Linked DNA regions of Anas platyrhynchos: region 1 is linked to region 2. A link is a contact called in public Hi-C data. All regions are on one chromosome and are shown on one strand. The core of a region is the stretch at or near the end of the contact, and the rest is flanking DNA. Distances in the headings are between cores, read along the strand shown.

What was found. Hi-C and Micro-C count contacts between places; a contact is called where the count stands out from the background.
Region 1: a contact with region 2 is called in a Hi-C map of liver, with 5 times the contacts expected there. The contact joins two enhancer-like sites. A contact is called at or near these places in 2 of 8 Hi-C or Micro-C datasets (F5 follicle and liver).

The regions. Positions count from the first base shown.
Region 1 is chr6:27,765,280-27,771,899 of IASCAAS_PekinDuck_T2T, forward strand. No RefSeq gene overlaps it. Among named protein-coding and RNA genes, the nearest start is that of C6H10orf95, 8.8 kb to the right of the region's middle. Within about 2 kb of position 2,317, at least 3 of the 8 cell types and tissues checked have an H3K27ac peak or open chromatin away from gene starts, as enhancers often do.
Region 2 is chr6:27,721,157-27,727,915 of IASCAAS_PekinDuck_T2T, forward strand. It overlaps SLF2 (SMC5-SMC6 complex localization factor 2), which reads right to left. Exons shown (of 20, transcript XM_072039730.1): 20 at 6,453-6,759. Among named protein-coding and RNA genes, the nearest start is that of SEMA4G, 4.9 kb to the left of the region's middle. Within about 2 kb of position 3,380, at least 7 of the 8 cell types and tissues checked have an H3K27ac peak or open chromatin away from gene starts, as enhancers often do.

The DNA of each region.
Region 1 (6,620 bases), core at 1,067-3,566, 43 kb after region 2:
CAAGAGAAGCATGAAGAAAATGCACGGCCTGTGAGTGGGCCAGGGGTCCCACTTAGACCATCACACCCAGCAATAAGAGGTCATTTTTGACAGAAAAGGAATAACTTTGCCTCTCCTTTCCTGCTCAGTGACACCCTGCCACCAACATTCACCCTTTGGGACCACGGCGGTCTCTCAAAGAGCCTTAGCAAAATCCTTTTATCACAGGAGGATCCTCGCCTTGCTGGTGCAGGCCAACAGCATTTGTAGATGTGCTCAAAGGCAGGAGAAGGGATCCCAAAAAGGAGGCTTTCAAAAGGCACAACTTGGTTTTCATCTTTCTTGTCCCAAATTTACCTGCAGTGACCCAACACAACCAGGTATTGATTGGGTTTTCTTTCCAGAAAAGTTTAACACTGCTGAGAGAAAGCAATTCAGCTCCAGAGTGTCTTTGCAAAGGTAGCAGCTCTCGGGATTTATTTCCATGCCACGAGACGCAGAGATGCTAATCCTGAGGGTTCGGCGTGCAAGAAGCAGCCTGGGAAGCGCCTGACCTCCTGTTCCCAATTAGAGTCTCCTGCAACGTAGATCAGAGGACAACTTCTTAATCTGGGCTGAAATTGAAAGCTTGGGTTTTCCGAGGGAAATAAACGTGATTATCCTGCCTGATCTGATATAAAGCAAATCAGATTTCGGGTTCCTTCTGAACTCCTCCACGAGCCGGTGCTGATGGAGCAGTGAAGCTGAAGGGCCCCTCCTGCTGCGGGAGCGCAGCCTCCCGAGCTGCCTTTTCCTTCCCTTGCCTTTGCTTTATCAGCACGCCAAGCAATACCTGCACAATATCTCTTATCCTAACGAGTTCACGCCGTTTTCCCCACACCCAGTGCACACCAGGTGCTTGTCCCAGCGCTGAGGGCAGGGGCAGGCTCCACGGGGAGCGTTTCCATCCCCTGCTGTCAGCAGGGCAGGGCAGGGAGATGACTCAAACACCCCACACACCTCGAGGTACGGGAAGGAAAATGGAAATGCCAAACATCCACGGCCAGGGACAGCGCCTGGTGGGGCACCGGGCTGCCCCAAAAACACGCTCAGGATGAATCAAGCTCAAGCTTGCGAATACGGGCTCGTATGTGGGATCTGGAGATGTGTCTCAGCGTGCTCAGACTTTAGAGGGGTGGAAGGAGAATCACGGCTGGTCCTACAGTGAAAGGGACGCCCATTTCTCAGCAGCCTTCCTGGGGCAAGTGCTGTGCCACTGCAGCCCCCGAGGGCTCAGGGAACAGGGCACAGCCCAAATTTGCCTCTTTCTGCTGTGCAAATTTGCTCAGGCAGCAGCAGAGCTTGGGAAAAACATAATTAAAGTGATAAAAAAAAATAAAATATTGGTCATGCAGAGGGTAAATGCCAATTCTGCAAAGTTCCCAGCTCTCTCCAGGTAACCCAGCCCCTGCCAGACCCATCAGCATCCCCAGCTGCTTGGTTGGAGTCTGACAGCAAGAGCAGGAGCATGCAGCCCTCTAGTGCCTGCTCCCAGCCACGCTTCTCGTGTCCCCACAGAGCCACCACTGCTCCACGTCCCCCATATCCTCCCTTCCATCCTATCCTGCTGCTCCTGGAGGGTTTCTGAAGGTTTCTGAAGGCCCCATGGCACGGCACGGGGAGGGAAGCAGCAGGGTGGTGCAGGGGGGCTGCCTGCAGTGTCCTTTATCTGCTGGCAGCGGGTGCCTGCAACGTGCCCTTCCCATCACTGCCAGATCCTAAAGAGCCCAGACCCCATCCCTGATGCCATGGGGCTGCCCCAGAGCACTGCTGCTGGCTGGGATGGGCTTGGCCACCCCACGGGCTGCTCCCCCCGTGCCCCCTCCTGCAGCAGACCTGCCCGGGGAGCTCTGGAGGCCCACGCTCGGAGCATTTTCCTTCCCCACATGGGTGATTCAGCTCGCTTTCCTCTCCAAACAGTGGGTGGACCCCGGCTGGATTTCCGGGAGCGACGCCGTGCCGATTCCCAGCCTGGGGATTTGCAGCCCTGCACCTCGCAGCACCTGCACGATGCAGTCCCCGCACCCCTGCACGATGCTGACAGGGGTACAGAGGGCGACGAGCCCCCTGCGAGCCCCGATTCGGGTGGCAGGGTGTGGGTATGATGCTGTGCTCCCCAGTGTAGGGACACCCGCTGCCCACCCTACACTTGGCAGAAGCCTCCTGGCACGTGTAACGTGGTCCCAAATCCAACTGGGGGCCAAAAGTGGGGGTGATTGGGGTGAGGGATCCCCTTGTGCCCCCTGTCCCAGAGGCAAAACCCTCTCGGATTTGCCGCTAGAGGGGGGTGCAGGAGCTTGGAGCTGCTGCATGGGGCGAGTCCCCACATCTGGACCCATCCCAGGCCCCATCCTGCTCCAGCCATGCACACGAGGCTGGCAGGAGCACGGCTTTGACCATCGGGGGGTTTACATTTCGGGGAAACACCAGCCCTGGGCGCAGAGCGTGGGGAAGCAGCAGCACGATGGCGCAATCCTTCCCAGCACCAGCCGGGCTTTTTGGGGGCCGCAGCAAGGGGGCTGGAGGTGGGGGTTCACCAAGCTCACCCTGCTCCCCAAGACATTTCTGGGGGCGAGCCCACCTCGCAGGCTGCCACCCCGAGTCCTATCATTAACCCTAAGCCACCCCTGGGCCGGGAGGCTCCTTTTGGGGCGCATCCCCCTGGGGTTCCAGGGTCCCCCCTTGGTGCCGTTTCCTCTCCAAGCAGCGCCTTCCCCCAGCTCTCCGCACGCCTTCGCTCTCGCTTCTGCTTCTTTGGCCACCAGGAAACCTTCCTGCCGTGCGATGGACACCCGCCAGGGATGCTGGCAGACGATGCTGAGCGTGACCGTCCCCGGGGAGGGCTCGGGGGGACCTTGCCCGGACACGGAGCTCTCCGAGGAGTGACTCAGCCCTGCGGTTTTCCCCCAGTTCATCCCCAATTGTTCCTTTTTTTTCCCTTTTCCTCCCCGCTGCAAGGGGCACGGGGAGGGCTGCCAGTATGTGTGGAGCGGGGCTGGAGGGGAAACAGGAACCTTGAGGGGAAAAACAACCCGAGAAACTCCCTTCCCCCCGCCCTGCCCTGCTTCCTCCGCTGCTGCAGGCATGCGGGGACGGCTCCATGGCTCCAAAGTCCCCTCTGTGTCCCCTGTTTGTCTCCGTTTCTCCCCACTCCTGGGGATTCAGGAAACGTCACCCAGCTTTTATCCGTGTGGCCGAGGGGAAAAAGGTCCCAAAGGAAATCTGTCACGGGGTAAAACAGCTCGCCAGGCAGCGGGCTGTGAGCAGCAGGCTGCAAATCAGGCACCTGCTGAGTCCAAACTGCCCCTGGCTCACTGCATCCCTCGCCCCAAAGGGCAGGATGAAAGATGTTTTCGCCTCTGTGGGATTCTCTGGTGTCTGCTTTGGGGCTGAGCTCCATCCCACCAGGGGTTTTGGCTGGCCTCAGGAGGAGGGAGCAGGTCTTGGGTCTTGTCCCCCTGCACAACGCCCGCCTCGACCTGCTGGAGGTTGCCTTTGCTCGGAAAATGGGAGAAATCGAGGTTCACAAAGTTCCCATCCAGCCTTATCCCCGCTGTGAAGGAGGCATGGGGCTGAGACCACGCAGAGCCGGGGCTCGGAGACCACATTGGGTCCCCAAATCATTGCTGCTGGCCGCTTTGGGCACCGCACGATAAACCCGTGGGCTGCAGCCCGAGTGCTCATCACGCGCTCGGGGCGCAGATAAACCAGCTCGGTAATCTCATCCCCGCAGCCTTCCGGGCGCTTCCTGCCCCCCAAAAACACCCGACAGCCCCCAGAAGATGAAAACACCGGGCAAATATTGCCTAAACACCCGTGTGGCTCCGCGGGGAGCAGCAGGACATGCCCCTCATGCCCCCCAGCCTCTCCTTTCCAACCCGCGGGTGGAGAGGAGCCCCGGGGGACCTGACGTCAGTTCTGAGCAGAACAATGCTCGGGCATGGGGCGGCCAGAGGGGGACAGGACAGGAACAGGACGCCGGGCAACGTGACCGGGTGGAAAAGCCACCCCACCAGGCCCGTGCGCTCGCCCTGCCTGGGCATCTGCCTGGCCGCGGTGCTTTACGCGTCCCGGAGAGGTGCTGAGGGGATGCTGCAGGGTTAAAAGCGCAGGGACCCGCAGGCTGAGGACGGACACCGCTCATCACAGTTGTGGGTGATGTGGATATCAGCCCCAGCACCATGCAGCAAGCTCCTGGAGGCTCCTGGGGGCCCCCATCCCGGGACCCCCTTCCCGGGGGGGGGGGGTGCGAGCTCCCGGAGGCTGCGTCCCTGGCACGGGGATGCCGGTCGCTCCCTCCCACGGCTTCCCCTTTTCTCAGAAAGCCTGGAAACCAAAGGTGAAAGAAGTGGGTGGAAACCCTGCACGCCGCCGTCCAGGAAGAGAAGTGAGTAAGTCGGCGGCGATATTTAGAGTGCCTCCGCTCGCAGGCGGCACAGACGGAGCCGGGGCAGGAGCTGAGGGTGAGTGCGGGGGTCCCTGCCGGGGCCGGGGAGTGGGGGGTGCCAGTGTGGCCGGGTGAGGGGGGGTGTCCCTGCTGCTGCTGTCCCCAGGGAGCCAAAGCATGGATGTGCTGAGGTTTCACCCCCGGGCACAGCCCCATGGGTGCGAGCATCTCCAGCCCAGCCTCGGTTTTATCGGTATTTTTTTGGGTGAGCTGCGAAAGCGGACCCGTCCTGCTGATATTTTCACTTGGGATGGGGGCTGTGTGTAACTATTTCTGCAGGCTTCCTGGGAAGACAAAGCCAGGCAGGCTGGATGAACGCCCACGAGACACCGCTGCCCGGCCCTGGGCACGTCCTGTCTAATCAGTAGCTCCCGTGCTAATTAGCTGGCAGTGCCAAAACCGGGGCGTTGCTTCTTCCTTAACCCCCGCAGAGCAATAAACCTTGCAAGCGAGGGGAAACAGCCGAAGCCTGGAGTTTGCACCTCAGCCCCTGCAGGCTTCCCATTTCGCCCAGGTCAGACTGACCCGGGACCTTCGGGAGATGGGCACCCAAGGGCAGGACCCCAAAAAGAGCTTTCCTGGAGCTGGCCCTGCTCCATCCGGGCGTGCAGGGGGACAGGGCACAGCAGGGCACGTGCCAGGCTGCCCCTGCGCTGTCCCGCACGGCCCCTGCACCCGTCACCTCCCTGGGGCCACGCAGCAAGGGAAGGGGACACCGCCCCGGGCACCACGGGGGCATTGGGGTTAAGCCCTCTGCTTGAGGCTCTTCCCCTTTCTGAGAAGAGCAGGATGTGGAGGAAGGCTGGGGAAGGCTTTTCCTTTTGGTTCCTGGAAGCTGAGCTGCTTGGGGCGGCCAAGGGCTGAGGGCGGGTGGCCGGCACTTTGGGGAGCAGCATCCTGCAGCCCTTTGGGGGAAACACATCGGAGAGGAGTTTTACAGCATGGGAATGAAAGCAGAAAGGATTTCAACATATTTAAACAGCCAGAAGGTGGCCGAGGAGCCCCTGGACACACCCCAAAGCCCCCAGTCTCTACCTGGGGCTGAATACCAGCGCCCCGCAGCCGGACCCCAACAGCCTGCTGCAGCCGTAGCATCCCCGGGGGAAGGAAGGGGGGAAATCACCCCACATTTCTCAGCTTGGGGGGGTCTCAGGGCTATCAAAACCTCTCTACCAAGCCACAGCAGCCTGAAAAATAGCACAGCAGGGTCCCCGAGCCCACCTCTCCCTCCGCAGCTTGGTGAGCTCAGTGGGAGCAGGGGAGGCTCAGCGGGTTCGCGCTGCCCCGGCTGAACCCGGCTCCCTGTGGACAGACAAAAATAGAGCCCCACGCTGGCTGTTGAGCAACCGTGGAGCTGGCTCCCGGCGCAGACATTTGCTGGGTATTTCCCCCACCAAAATCTTTGTCGGGGCTCCAAAGCGCGCCTGTCATTTCCCGGCCCTCTGCTGATCCTCCAGAGCCAGGGGCTCGTCTCCGGCACGCAGCCCCCTGCCAGCTGCGCTCCCTCTCCAGCCACCCCGCGCTGCTGCTGCCGTCACAGCCCTGGCAAAGCACTTCTGAGCCAAAAAAACTCCTCTCTGTGCCTGTCAGCTGCCAGCCCAGCCTCCTGGTTTGGTTGAAAATGAGCAGCTCACGGGGGTCCCCACCTGCCCCACGCTTTCCCCTTTGCTCCCAAAGCAGGTGTGGGGCTGGCAGGGAGCAAAGGGCGCACGCGTAGCTGCTGGGTGCACCAGGATGTCCCAGCCCAGCCCCAACCCTTCCCATCTGCTGCATCTGAGCTGGCTGGAAGGCACCTGGCTGCCTGGAAAATGCCTTTCACTGCTTCATTTCCAGCTGCGGAGTTGCCCTGGGGGCTCTCGCAGCCCCAGGCGGGCACAACACGTCTCCATCCAGCAGCCCGTGCATCCCAGCTCAAGGGGGATCAGCAAGCACTGGTTTGGGGACGAGAGCACCGAGCAGTCCCCCCAGTGCTGCCCCTGCCCTGCTGTGCCTTTTGAGAGAGGGGCAAGCAGAGGAAGAGCAGCTTACACCGAGGATGCGCTGCATTACCACCCGTGCGCAATGCAGGCGGGACTCCTCAGGCACCTGCAAATAACCACCACAGCTGGAAGAAGCAGCATTTCCCTCCCAGCTCCAGCAGGTTACAGAGCTCAGG
Region 2 (6,759 bases), core at 2,130-4,629:
CTTCTTCTCACGGCTTCCCGGGGGCCTCAGCGGGGTCCCAGCAGCCGGGAGCCGAAGCCAGCCCGGCCCCGTGGGGCAGCAGAGGAGCCGCCGTGGTGCCCTGCCCAGCCCGGCTGCTCGTTAATAGGGCTTTGCTCTCGTTCCCAAAACCGGGCTGGTTCCCACCGTGCCTGCCCACAGCCCGCTTCACCCCTCTGATGCCCAGCCAGCAGCAGTGAACCCCAAATTCCGCCCACGCATCCCCCCCCTAGGTGACCGGTACCTCTAAGACAGCCCCAGCGCCTCGATGCCTTGCAGCTGGGCTCTCCCCATCACACGCACGGAGCCCCAAATTCGCCTCCTTTGGCCCCAAACCCGCCTCGCCCTCGCCCCGAGCGGGAGCAGAAGACACAACCCCCAGCCTGGGGATTTGGCTGGCTGCCGCCGCGAGTTACAAAACCTCCTCGCTCGGGGATTTATGAAACCCGCAAAGCCCCGCGCTCCAACCACGCCAGCACACCCCGTGCCTGCTGCCTCCCGGCCCCTTGATTTTGGGGTTTCCTCTCCCTCTTTGCCCCCATCCTTCCAGCAGCATTCGGGACTTCCCAGCCCGGCTTTTCTACAGGAAACCATGGGTAATCCCTGCCAAATGCCCCGCATGGGCCCTGGGGTAAATGCCCCAGGGGGCAGAGGGCACGGGGATCCTTTTCCCTTGAAGCCGCTGAGCAAACTTTCCCAACCCCTCTTCCTTCTGCGGGCTGGGAGCCAGCGAGGAAAATTACAATTGCTGAGGGATTTGTCTGAGAAAGTTGCGACGTGCCAGGAGGCAGCGGCACGGCCCCTGCTGCCTCAGCGCCAGCTCAGGGCTGGGTTTCTTGTAGGGCCGGGACTTTTCTCTCCCCCGAGCCCGGCTAACCCCATCTGCACTGCGAGGGAAGGGTGGCACAGTAAATAACCTGCCAGCAGCACCGGCAGCCGAAGCCGAGCTCGTCCATCACTCTCATGGCTTCCCTTCGTCTCTGACACTTTGAGAGGGGCGAGGGGGCAGGGGAAGGCGAGGAACCTCCAAAATTTATCAGCTGGGGTTTAAAAATACAGCCCCGAGCAGCGCCATGCCTGCCTCTGGAGGAGGGATTTGGGAGACCTGCGTGGCTGCGTGGCAAACGGTGTCCCCGTGGGGATGGCTTGGCCAGGCAGGGTTATCGGTGCTGTGCAGGACAGGGCTGCTGTGAAATTAAAGGTAGGGGCAACAAAATACCTGTTAACATCCCTCCAGCCCTAAATAACAGCAGCCCTAACACAGTCAGGAAGAAGCACGATGATGTCTGAGTCCTTGGCCTTCAAGGCCAGACTCTGCCTCAGTGGGGTGCCAGGGAACGAGCGGCTGAGAAATGCTGCCCCATCCCGACAAGCATTTAAAACCAATTTAGGCTGAGTGACAACGATGCTCAAAGCAAGAATTTCTCTGCTGAGACAAAAATGAGCTATTTCGGTCTCGCCTTTGCTTTTAGTTTTCCTTTAAAGTCGGGAGGGCTGGCAAATAAATGCTGAGCAGGCAGCCTTCCCGGCACGGCCCCGAGCTCCCACCCTGCGTTGGGGAGATGCTGAGTGCACCAGGACGCTCCCCAGGGCCACCGCCGCATCCCCGCGCCGTGCAGCAGCGCCGAGGGCGATGGTTTTGCCATGGAAACATCTCCCTCCTAACAACACAGCCATCAGCACGTGTCCCAAAAGCAGCCCGGCTTTCATTCCGTGCTGATTTTTGCTTCCAGCCGAGGAACGCTGCAGCCTCACCCTCCCCATGCTTTCGTTTTATTTTTAAAGTTGGGGGTTAACCCATCAAAAGCACAGCATGGGCCCGAGGCTCCTCTCACGTCACCTCGTGGGCTCTTTAGACACGGGTGATGTTTCCAATGCCCGGTGTTAAATGTTGGAGGTGGAACATGCAACTCCCCAGCCTGGCTCTGCAGCTCAAAACCAGTGAAATTTCTCTGCAGCCTTCACTAATTGATTTGTTTCTGACTGGTACCTCCGCCCAGGACTGTCCAACCAAGTTAATGTATTCCAAAGCTGGATTATTTTTTTTTTTCCCCTTACGTAACCAGATTTTGGGAAGTTGCACTGAGACGCCTCACAAACAGTTTTTTGTCCTGGGGTGTTTTCAGAGCGGGCAGCACTCACGGCGCATCTCCTATTACGTGACGGGGCAAACGGGGCCCGCAGGAGTCAGCCGAATTCCTTTGATTCATGTTCCTGCGTATCCGCACAGCTCATTTACCTTTATAAACAAAACAAAAAGGCAGAGAAGAGAAGAGGAGGGAGCTATTAAGCAGGACGGTGGCAAAGCCAGCAGGGCGCACGCCGGAGGGCCGGCTTAATGAGCTCCACGTTCCCTCCCCGGCTGTCTGGAGCCAGCGCCGCTGTCCCAGCAGGGCTGACGCTGTCCCCACAGGCACCCCGCAGCCATAGCTGCTGCCACCAGCCCCAAACGGGACGCTGGGGGGGGCTGTGGGGCTCCAGCCCCCGGTGCCACCATCTCCACTGGTGTGCGAGGAGCGTGTGGGGTCCCCCTCCTACCTGGCTATGGCCACGCTTCAGGGAAGGCACGAAATAGGAAGGCACAAAACAGGAAAGCATCGATTCTGCATCGCAAGCCAAAGCTGATTCATGTGCCCCCCCTGCCCGCAACGTCCCCAGCGCCTCCCCTGCAAGGACACTGCCACGCGAGGCACCCGTCACCGCTGTTTATTCCCCTCGTTTCTGACCCGCGGGGTAAGAAGCAGATCGGGGCGCTGCGGGCGCGGAACGAGCGGCTTTGGAGGTCACATCGGGGCGTAGAGCCCCATTAGGAACCACAGCACGACGCGTGAATAATGCTCCCTTTCTTCCAGCACGCACCTCAACGCCCTTTAAATAAAGGTAAATGGTTATTTACGGACTGGGCACGGATGACACATCTGCTCGGGAGCACGGCCCTACAACGGGGCTGGAGCAGTGAGTGTGCTCACCGCAGCGCTGATAGGATTAGGGATTGCCCAAGGGATCCCGGGCAGAAGAACAGCGGGGAGATCGCTGTAAATCCTACACGCGTGCATTTACGTGCTGCCCGCTAGCCGAGAGCCGCAGAGGAGCCGTCCCTCTCCTGCCACAGAGGGGCAGGAAGGATTTCCAAGGGCTCCAAGGCTGGGAAGGGCCCTTCAGGAGCCAAGCGGCTCGTTTCTGGAAAGCAGCAAACAGCCCAGCCTTGGCGGCCTTCCTTAAATCCTTTCAGCAAATAACTGCAGCGACTGCCAAAAGTTGTCTGATAACGCAAAGGCAGGGAGGGACAGCGAGCCCTCCTCTCCCAGGCCCGCTGAGCTCCCTTTTGTCTTTGCAAGCACAAAAGCCACGCTCTGGGCTGGAGCAGGGCGAGGTTGCCCCCAAGAGGCAAATCCGACACAGCAAGCAGAGGGAAAAACACCGAGTTCTGCCCCAAAGATAGCGCCTTGCCCTTCTTCCTGCTCCACTAGCTGCCAACAGCTACTGGATGGGGTGGGAGGGGAGGAGGTGGCTTTTGGTGGGTGGCTGCTTGGCTTTACCACGTCCTGCTGGAGATCTTGAACCGTACAATGTTTCTTCAAGTCTTTCTTGCAATGTCATTAAGGACCCAAACAAAACAAAAAAAAAAAACAAAAAAGGACACTGGGTTTTCCTCAGCCACGTGAGAACTGGTCACACAGACCTCCCGAGGGCTGGCGTGTGACAGCTCTGACAGCGACTTCTCTCAGGAGCAGGAGAGAGACAATCGGGAACGTGACACTTTGGGAACTGAGACGGCGTGACACAAAACCCCTCGCTTCACCCCTAACATAAAAAAAAAACAAAGGCCCAGCACCTCGCACCAGAGCCCCAGGGCCTTGGGGGTGCAGGAAGAGGACAGACACGTGGGGATGCCTCCTGGCACCATCCCACTCCCTCCAGGGATCTGCAACTTGAAGCTTTCTCAGCCAGGGATGGCTGCTTTTTCTGTAGCCCCTGATGGGTTTTTCTGCCACGAAACACTTTTTGAACGTCTTGGCTTTCAGCATCCCCAGCATCCCGAGGCAAGAAGGTCCCCAGCTCTGCTTCCTTTACTTTACTTTGAGCCTTCACGCTAATAAAAGCACTACAGAGGCTGAAGCCAAATTACAGAGTGGCGTTGAATAACTCCTCTCTCTGCCCTTTTTTTTAGGCCATGTGATTGTAGAGCTCCCATCTCACCTTCCAGCAGCACGACTATTACCCACCGCCGAGCTGAACAGACGCAGCCTACTTAGAGCACGGCGCCTTGCTTTATTCCCACCCTAGGAGCACACACGTACGCAGGCTCCCTCCCGAAGGGCTAAGCCCAGAGGCTGATACACCCCGGCAAGGGCTGGAGCCACTCTCCGAGATCCCACAGCCAGCAGAGACGCGCCCCAGGTACTCACTGCGGGGTCCTCGCAGTCCTCCTGTGGCACGGCCCCGCTGGGCACAGCCCCACATCCCCGAGGAGCTCACCGCCGGCTCCGAACCACGAGTGGCATCTCCAGCACGGCTGCTCCTGCCAGGCTGACACAGCTCCTCGGCAAACAGCAGCTGCGAAAAGAAAAATACAGAATGAGGGCAAGGGAAAAAAAAAAAAAAAAAAGGGCTAATAAGAAGAGAAAGTCAGCCGGAATGAAAAACGCGCTGTGCTGCGCAAACTTCGCCGTGACGGTGCTGGAGCCCAGATGCTGGAGAAATAGGTTAGCACACGGGGGAGGGAGGAGGCAGTGCTCCATAAATGTGGAAGGGAACTGATACGCAGCGCAGCTCCTGCGTGGTCTCACCTGCCAGGCCTGTCCCCGCAGCCAGGGTTAGGGCAGGGGATGCAGATTCAGTTTCAGTGTCTACGAGCCTGACTGGTGCTGTCTGAAGAGCCCGCAGCTGCCCTGCGTGATTTACATCGCCTCTCTGAAAGCCTGCAGGGTGAATAAAGCACAGAACATAATGCCTAGCCATCCTCCTCTCCCCAGCACCGAGCCTGACAGCTTTCAGCTCTAATTTTTATTCCAACAGCAGCCTGGTGGTCAGCCTGCGGAAGAAATGGATCTCCTGCTACTGCCCGAGCTGCAAGAGCCAGGACTTTCATCTCCAAGCAGGCTTTGAGAAAGGAGAGCCAGAGACAGGTAGCCAAGCCCCAGAGCCTCTGAGCCAAGCCCCAGTTCCCAGCACTTGCCACCCTGGGGAAGGGCAGTGGCCTTCCAACCTCTCCAGGGCTCCCCCTGAGCTGGTGGCAAAGCCTGGGACACCTCGATGTCAGCCAAGGGAACACTTCCAGCTGTTCCATTTCCCTCCCTGTTACCGCCCCACATGGAACTGGGGGAGGCAGGGATGCTGGAGGAGACAAAATGTTATTCAGCAGGCTGAGAGAGGGGAGACAAAGAACTACAAGGCATCCAAAAGCTGCTTAAATGCCATGTGAAAATACATCTCCGCAGGCAGCACTTCCACCCAGCAAGCATGGGGACTGGCTTTCAGCACCCAGACCAAAATATCAAGGCAGGAAGATGGGAATGTTTTTCCTCTCTCACCACCCGGCGCTACTTTCGATACCCGATAACGCGTTCCCTTTCAACTTCCTTGCTGCCGGGATGAAGAAATGCTGGCTGAAAGCAGCAGGCAGACAAAACTAAAAGCACCTCGGTGAGGACAAGCCCTTCGAGGAATCGACTTTCTCTAGGAGCCTTCCCATCAGCAGCCCACGCCGCTCCCCAGCACTGAAAGGCCTTTTCAACACGAGATAAGGAGGGGCCCCCATCAGTTAAGCTGGCAAAACATCCACAAGGCAAAACACAAAGATATTTCACAGCCCGGGGGGGAAAAAAAATCACAACGTGAACGTCATTAGGAACGTCATTAAGAGCACGCAGATAATGTAAACCACCAGGAGCGGGCTAAATCCATCAGCCTGACCTCTCCAGGCAGCTCCTCATCCCCAATGTGTTCAACAAGGGCAGCGTACGGCCCTGCCAGCCCCTCAAAGCACAGGCACCTTTGATGAAGACAGAGCTTGGCTGTGCTCAGGAAGCTAACACCACAGCATCCACCTCCTATTATTAAAAATAAATAAATCCACATCAAAACGCCACCTCTGTAATCCTACCAGGTAGCAGCCCCTCCAGCTGCTCCACCAGTAAGAACAGCGTGCTTGTTCCACAGGCAGCTGCTTTTCCCAAAGCTGTCCTCGGCTTTGGGGACTTCAGAGAGTTCCTGCAGCCACTGCATCAATGAAGCAGCCGCGTGCTACTGACCTTCAGCCAGACCTGCCTGCGAGTCATTAATCACTTGTGAAATCCCCATCCATTACCAAGTTCCACAACACAACGGTGACAACGTGAAGTGTGCTGGCCGGTTTCTCCAACTTAGAAGCAAACTTTAAGCCACGCAGAGGCTTGTCAGAAGGAAAAAATAAAAAAGAAAAGCCACAAATGTATATTTTATAGGCAGCCTTTAATTTTTTGTCTGTGATTACTGCAATAAAGTGCATCTAATTGTCCGTGAAATGAGATAACATGGTTTTTAGTACAACCAACGTAATATCAAGATAAACCTCAGTGCAAAAACGCTTATCTGAAGACAACCAAAGCAGTTAAGACATTTACTGTGCAAACAGCCTTTTTCAATGCGTGTAGCTTCTGGCTGGGGGCCAGTAAATGAGTCAGCAAAACACAAAACAGCAGCAGGTTTGCTATTTCACTGCCGGTCCTGAAGCAGTACTCAGCTCGGCAGTCCCTTTTA